Linked DNA regions of Lactuca sativa: region 2 is linked to region 1. A link is a contact called in public Hi-C data. All regions are on one chromosome and are shown on one strand. Each heading gives the region's core, a stretch centred on a gene start, on an enhancer-like site or on the middle of the called end of the contact. The rest is flanking DNA. Distances are from core to core; before and after follow the strand shown.

Region 1 (4,241 bases), core at 89-2,588:
CAAAATACAACTCCCTCCAAAATAAATTTTCGCCAATAATTTCATCCATAATTTCAACAAATTTAAATTTGTATTTTCTTTATATAAATTTTTTTTAATGATCCTGATTTTTTTTCTCCAAAAGTATATCAAACATTTACGTCTTAGATAATGCTGCCCTATTATAATTATTATTTTCCAAAAGTATATCCGTTTAATGAGGAAATTGATATAATAAAGGAAGTGAATGTTAATTAAAATGAGATATATATTTCATAATTATTACATGAGTTTATTAAAAAAATTAATATCAAGGTGTAAACATTAAGCATTTTTAAAGTGAAATTTCAGAATACATACAAACGATGATGTTGTACAATGAAATATAAAATTGAATAGACTGAAAAAAAAAACACCATTAAAGCAGTCAATCTTGAAAATAACATAGTTATGAAAAATTATAAAGTAAGATAAAAATTATAAGATATCAGGAGATTTGTAAAAAGTACATTTAGTAAAAGCGTTACGGTTATTAGAAAAAATAAGACCGTTAAGATTAGTGAAAATACAATATATAAACTAAATTATCACAATAGTAATGAAATGTCATTATTTGATATTTCATATAATTGAAAGATATATCAAATTACATTGATGATATACTAAAATTATTCAAAGTTGTGCCAAAAACTAATGCAAAGTTCTTGCGAACACCAAATAAATAAGAACAAACATAAAAGCTAGCATTTATATTTATAATCAATTTAAAATAAACCAATCATGATTTAGAAAAGAATCTACATTGATGATATACTAAAATTAAATCTATATAACATTTAACATTTTATAAATTATATTACATAACTTTATTTGAATAAATGAAATAGTTGTCAATATTTAATGCAATAGAAAAAACAGTACATTAGTTGTCAATATATGTTTAAATTATGTAACATTATTATGTAAAGAACGTCTAATTAAAATGCTTATAAATATATAAATATCATAACTATATGAGACGAGGAAAGTCGTTCAACTAATAAAACAAAAAATGATGTCTACAAAGAGATTTTTTAATGATTATATATATTTATCGTTTTCAATGTATTTTCTACACATTTCAATAATACCAATAACCATATATTTTTTTATAATCATTATAGAATATCTATAAACGATTATATATTTTTTTATGCGTTTCCCGCGTTTAACGCGGACTATAATCTAGTTTAATAATATATAAAACTTAAAATAGATTTTTACATTATATTTGCCATTTCGAAGTTGGGTCAAGCTCTTTTCACAAAGGAGCCCAACCCTACACAAGCCCAAGTCAAGACTCAAGACTTTTTTTTTTTTTTTTTTTTTTTTTTTGGGAAAGCCGACTCGCCGGAGGTTGTCTTCCTAAAAACATGCCTTCGGTTGCTGCCGTCGGTGACCTTATTTTATGGATGCAGTAACGTTTGGCATCATCGTCGGGATAATAATCCTCTTCTTTATTATTGTTTGTTTCATCACCATCGAAGGCACCTGCAAACGTCGCTCTTCTTGAAATCCAATGCCCCAAACCTAACACACTATTAATCTGGAAAGCTCCCGAAGAATACCTAACACGCTTTAAATTCTGGTAACCCCCCCAAAAAAAAACAGAACAAACCCTTCCCAGAATCCAATTCAACAAGCCGATAACAATGGCGCTTCGTCAATCTAAAAACCAGATCTGTAGTTTACTTATCGTCTTGGTTTTGACGATTGGGTTTAATTTTGAAGCGAGTTTCGGGCAACAGTGTCAGCACTCCAGTGAGCCGGAGGTTCATGAATCTCATGATCATCATCATAACTGTGACCACTCGCATGACCATCACCATCACCATGATCATCATCATCATCATTTGGGGAGGAAAAAGCTGCCGGAAGAACTGGCGGAAGAGGACGATCTTAGATCGGAATTTGTGTCCCACCACGATCATGACCATGATCATCATCACGGTGGAGATTCAGAGCTATCTGGTGTTGGTAATGTTACGTTTGAAAACCTAGTTCATCCTTGCTTTTGTTCATTCACTCTCTGAAATTTTTGAAGATTAATGATAAATGTTGGCATTATGTGGCAAACTCCATGAGTGTAATTTTTAAATACTCGTTATGTTCTTGCACTCTGATAGGGCTTTGGATTCATGCAATGGGGTGCTCACTGTTGGTGAGCTTGGCTTCTCTTATTTGTCTGATTCTACTGCCATTGATATTCTGTGAGTTGCTTAACCATCAACTTCTTTTTCTTTCTATAATTTCGATTCGTTTTCCAGTTAAACATTCCACAATTTCTGTGAATTCCTGCAGATCAAGGAAAACCATCAAAGACATTTGTTGATTCACTTGCTGTATTTGGGGTTAAGATTATTCATCTCTCATTCTTTCTCTTACCCATGTTAAGTTTTCCATTGCTAAATCATTCATCTCTCTATCCATTTTCCTTTCGCAGGCAGGAGCTATGCTTGGTGATGCTTTTCTTCATCAATTGCCACATGCATTTGGTATTGTAAAACATGAATTTTAAATTTAGTTTAAAACTTTATACATTCTTGAGTTGTAAATAGTTAAATATATTTATCAGGTGGTGGACATTCTCATTCACATGATAACCATACGGATGATGCCCATGCCCATGATCATGATCATTCCCCTTCGCATTCCCATTCCATTGAAGATCTCTCAATTGGATTATCCATTTTGTGTAAGTAATAATGCGTATGAAATACTTTCATCATATCTGGAAGGGTTCTTGATTCTCTCATTTTCACTGCAGTTGGAATTGTTGTTTTTCTTCTTGTGGAAAAGATTGTGAGGTATGTTGAAGAAAGGTCAAGAGGAGTTAATTCATGGAGTCATGGTCATCATCATCATCATCATCACCATAAGAAAAATGAAATATTGGAAAATGTCAATAATGATGATGAAGACAAAAATACATCAGAAACAACATCTGATGAATCTTTAAAAACACAAACACAAGATGAATCATCTCTTCTTCGCAAGGTAAACTATCTTTAATCATTAATCTTTATAAAAATATTGTTGCTAAATTTTATATCAATATTTACTTTACAGAGAAACATTAGTAGTAATGGTGACAAGATTGATGAAAGTGGACCAAAAAGTGAAACAAATTCCATTACAGGGACTGAACCTGCACATTCATCAAGTCTTGTGTTTGGTTATCTTAATCTGTTCTCTGATGGTGTTGTATGTGCTTCATACTTCTTAACTTCTTATTTCTTTAACCATTTGTTTTTTTATTAAATATATAAATAAATAAATATTAATCATTGAGCTAACAAAAAAAAAAATGCAGCATAATTTCACAGATGGAATGGCTTTAGGAAGTGCTTTTCTTTTATACGGGTCTGTAGGTGGGTGGTCAAGAACACTTTTTCTTCTTGCACATGAACTTCCTCAAGAGGTATGAAAAATGAAAAACTTTTTATTAAATCAATTTATATATTATCATTAAAACAATTAATTATTTCAGATTGGTGATTTTGGGATATTGGTGAGGTCTGGTTTTAGTGTTTTTAAAGCCCTGTTCTTTAACTTTCTCTCTGCATTGGTGGCACTAGCAGGAACTGCATTGGTTAGTTTTTTTTTTTTTTTTTTTTTTTTTTTTTTTTTTTTAAATTAAAATGGTAAATAAAAATAAAAAGTTTCTAACAATGACCAAATAATAGGCATTGTTATGGGGACAAGATCCAGGGCAATCATCTTTGATTGAGGTATGACATCTTTTTAATGACACTATAATTTTGATGAAGCATTTATTGATATTAATTTTAATAAAATTTTAAAAAAAAAAAATGAACAGGGATTTACAGCAGGTGGGTTTATATATATAGCAGTGGGGGTGATGGCAGAAATGAACAATGGAAGTTCTTCAATAAAAACTAGTGTGATACAGTTGACTTCTTTAGTAATGGGCATGTCTGTTGCCCTTTTTATTTCTCTTATTGAATGAATCTAACAATTTTTTTATATAAAATTAGAGACACTTTCTTGATCTATAAGAGATAGTAATTTTAAATAAAACAACATAAAAGTTGATTATGATTTACAACTAATTGATGAAGAATTTTGCATTGGTTTGAAACAAACAAAAAATATCCATTTTGTCAAGTTTCGTTCCAAAGTTAAGTTTTTTTTTTTTCTTTATATCATATTATAATATACTAATAATATTAGTTTTAATCTACAAAATATTTTGTTTTTAA
Region 2 (3,894 bases), core at 1,042-3,541, 160 kb before region 1:
AACAGACATAAACATCAAAGTTCAATATACTCAGGACCAGTTGAATTATTTTATGTGATCACATTCTTGTTATCTGTTTTTTAATTGGAAATCATTTTGGTAAATTAATCGACAAGTTGGTTTAAACTAGAAGCAAATATGATTGGTTGGTGTCTTCGCATACTGAAAGCAACTTATATATAACTTAATCAAAAAAGTATTGTTTTTCTATTATAAAAAATGAGTGGTCTTAATTTCGTTTTGAGTTTAATTACCTGGTTCTATATATGATTCCTAATCATGTATTTTATAATTAAGTGTATTCCTAATTTCTTTTTGGTTTCTTAAAACAAAGATTTTCTTAGAAAAACGAAATTCGATGTTCAAAACGTTTACTTCTTTGATTGAAAACGTACTCATGGTCAAGAATCTTCTTGGGCAGGTCAAGTGAAGGTCCCATGGCAGTTGGAAAACTCGTCCTCGACAAGATCTCCGCAGCATCGGAGTTTCTGTTTTTCTCGTCTCCTTCTCTCCCTCCTGATGCTAGATGACTACATACAAAGCAGAAGCTTGTCTCATGGAACTGAAACCGAACTGAAACTGAACCCTGTAGGTAACATATATCACCAAGCCGAAAATATAAAACAAATAATCATGGATTAATTCAAGTCTCAAATTAGATGGATGGGTATTTTTTTTTATTGAATAACCTTACGGATCTCAATATAAATGATTTAGTAACAAAGATTTTGCATTTTTCAGTTATGAAAATCAGGATATGTCCATCTTCACATGAGAAACGTGCATGGTTAAACCTATTTTATGAGTAATGACAAAATATGCAAGTGTACGTAGGGTAGTAAGCATGATAAAGGAGTAAGAATGAAGCTCTTTTAGCCATGCTTAATGGCATGCTTGGGCCACCTGATCAGTATTTTTCCCGTGGAATTTGATGTGAAATTTATTCATAACTTGTGATAGAGAATTAATTAAATTCCATAAAATGACTTATGGGGTGATGTCTATGGAAAGCAAAAGAAAAATTACCTTATTCCCTAGGCATCCCATGATGCCACACCCTACGCAAGAGACATTAGGGTTTCGGAAGAATGGATGAAGATCACTGCGAACCCAAACCGATATCAGTATGCCAACCATTTGTTTGCTGATGAGACATCGAAACTCTTGTTGGATCATTCCACTCTCAATAATTGATTTGTTTCCTTTTCTTCCACGAAAGGATTTCCATTGCTTGTCTACCAAACTATCGTCATTGTATGATACGTTATGTGATTTCTTGTTTAGGCTTCTTCTGATCAATGAGTTCCATTTCATCGATATTTTCTTCTTATCTGATCCAAGAACATTAGAGGCTCTTAGAGGAACCACTTCTTGAAACCTTAAAAGCAGCATGCATAGATATTGGATTGTTAATCAGGGTATTGATTAGTTCCATATGTAAGACTGTTATATACAATATATATATATATATATATATATATATATATATATATATATATATATATATATAAAATCAAAATAAGTGTTTTAGTTGTAAAAAGAGAATACCCAAGTACATATATATCGCATGGAGTGTTGCATGTATCCAGCAAATCATCGATATTCAAATCTTCGGTAGGTGGAACACCGCCAACGTTCCATGTACTAACGAAGACCCTTTTAAAAATTTAACAACAAAAAGTAACATAATTAATTATACAACTCTCAATCAAAAAACACATTTACTTCAATTATACAATTTTATGTATATGTATCTTAATTACTTGAACTTTTGTGTGTCATCGTGGTCAGTAAAGATGATCTTCGGACTAGGGATGTTTTCAAGATCCAAAGTTGGAAGATTAAGAAAAGAATCTGTGTTTCCCGGAAAATCTGCAACGAAGTTGTTTGATCCCAGTGTTTTCCTTAATAGCTTGCTTGCTACCAATCGTGGCCATGTAACCTTAAATACAACATAATTAATGAATATATGTTATCTATGTAAATATATACATTTGCATGTTGAATTCGTGTGTGCATGAGAGAGAGAGAGAGAGAGAGAGAGAGAGAGAGAGAGAGAGAGAGAGAGAGAGAGAGAGAGAGAGAGAGAGAGAGAGAGAGAGAGAGAGAGAGAGAGAGAGAGAGAGAGAGAGAGAGAGAGAGAGAGAGAGACTCACTTCTCCTAGCATGGTTTGAAAGAAAATGGGAGTGATCTTCAAGACGAATTAAGGGAGAGAAGTATGGAAACCATCTCACAAAGAGAATATCCAACGAAATATAAAGAAAGAGAGAGAGTTATTTTTTTACTTTCATTTCTTGTTCAATATATTTTTTATTATTTTATAGAGGGAAGCAAGTTGGAACTATAAAAACAATAAAAATGACGTACAGGGTGATGTCTATGCATGGAAAAGACATAGGTTTGTAAACTTCTTTTACTTAACATGATATAATTAATTAACGTCAAATACCTCTTGATAAAAAAAATATGCTTAATGTAACCTAACAAAGTTATAGGTTTTGTTTTAAAATGTGGTTTTTGCTTTTCTTTTTTGTTTACTTAGGGTATGAATTTCGGCAAGGTCAGGGCCGAGTTCTCATCTGTAATAGAGGTGCAGCAACTTGCTAAGTGTTTCAGGATCTCTAGCAGACGATTGAGACGATGACGGAGATCACCGTCATGTTCAGGGAGAGGGCCTTTCTCATTCCGCAGTATGTGACGGACGAGGACATGAAAAATGTATGATATCATGAGATGTTGCGGAATGATATTCGCCAGTTTGTGAGCCGCTCCAGCTGTAAGATGCTAGAGGACATGATTGCTAGGGCTCGAGAGAGGGAGTTTGAATTTAGAGATGGAGAGAAAGAGGAAACCCGAGGGGGTTCAGACAAGGAGTGCAGACAAGAAGCCCAAGGTGTCAGATCACAGACCTAGGAGCCAGCAGGGCTGCAGCCGTTGTGGCAAATGCGGCAAGATGCACGATGGGATGTGCAAGGCAGGGAGTTCAGGCTGCTTTAAGTGCGGCCAGACTGGGCATATGAGCAGAGATTGTACAACTACTACCACTACCACAACTGTTTCAGACCTGATTTGTTTTCAGTGCAATCAAAGGGGACACAAGCGGTGTCAGTGCCCGAGTTTAGCAGCGGCAGGGCAGGTGGCAGCACCCGCTCCTACTACTTTGAGGATTACGGACGACCGTCAGTGCCGGGCAGAGGCGCCTGTGTCTAGGAGCAGGGCCTTTCAGTTAACAGCAGAGGAGGCACGAGCGACTCCCGACGTGGTGACGGGTAAGTATCTTCTCCTTATCTCTTCATTTATATTGATTATTTTTTATGTTTGTGTGTTTCATTATATGACCATTCCTTGTGAATGGTATATCTGCTATGGTATTATTTGATTCGGGGGCTACCCGATCTTTTGTGTAGCTCGTGCTCAGAAAGCGATTCGTAGGGGCTCCGAGGGAGCTAGATTGCCTACTTGATGTGGAGATAGCAGATGACAGGACCGTTAAGGTTGCGAGGGTTCACCGAGGTTGTACACTACAGTTGTTTGATAAGCAGTTTTCTGTGGATTTGGTCCCTATTCCCTTTAGAGGGAACTAGGTGATAGTTGGTATGGACTAGTTGAACCCCAATGGGGCAGTGATCGACTGCGAGCAGCTGCTAGTGAGGGTTCAGACTCCTAGTGGGGGAGGGAATTACTGATTTAGGGCGAGAGGTCATAGGGTGGACCGACTATGTGTTCAGCAGCGAAAGCGAGGCACTACCTTCAGCAGAGTTGCGTGGGTTACGTCGCGTATGTTATGGATACCCGGGACAAGGGTAGGACAACAGTGGATGATGTACTGGTACTGCGAGAGTACTCGAATGTATTTCCAGAGAATTTGCTTAGGATACCTCCCGAGAGACAAC

What was found. A called contact is a pair of places that touch in the nucleus more often than the background predicts.
Region 2: a Hi-C map of leaf shows a contact between it and region 1, with 2.4 times the contacts expected there. The contact joins the promoter of LOC111891969 here to the promoter of LOC111891970 in region 1. A contact is called at or near these places in 3 of 4 Hi-C or Micro-C datasets (leaf and seed).

Annotation. Positions count from the first base shown.
Region 1 is chr4:37,842,425-37,846,665 of Lsat_Salinas_v11, reverse strand. It overlaps LOC111891970 (IAA-alanine resistance protein 1), which reads left to right and starts at 1,338. Exons shown (of 11, transcript XM_023888032.3): 1 at 1,338-1,995; 2 at 2,145-2,228; 3 at 2,320-2,369; 4 at 2,462-2,513; 5 at 2,594-2,713; 6 at 2,786-3,015; 7 at 3,088-3,222; 8 at 3,332-3,439; 9 at 3,509-3,610; 10 at 3,705-3,749; 11 at 3,839-4,077. The coding sequence starts at 1,671. The coding sequence ends at 3,988.
Region 2 is chr4:38,005,276-38,009,169 of Lsat_Salinas_v11, reverse strand. It overlaps LOC111891969 (type IV inositol polyphosphate 5-phosphatase 9), which reads right to left and starts at 2,291. Exons shown (of 8, transcript XM_023888031.3): 1 at 2,157-2,291; 2 at 1,764-1,942; 3 at 1,549-1,656; 4 at 1,027-1,378; 5 at 396-586. The coding sequence starts at 2,168.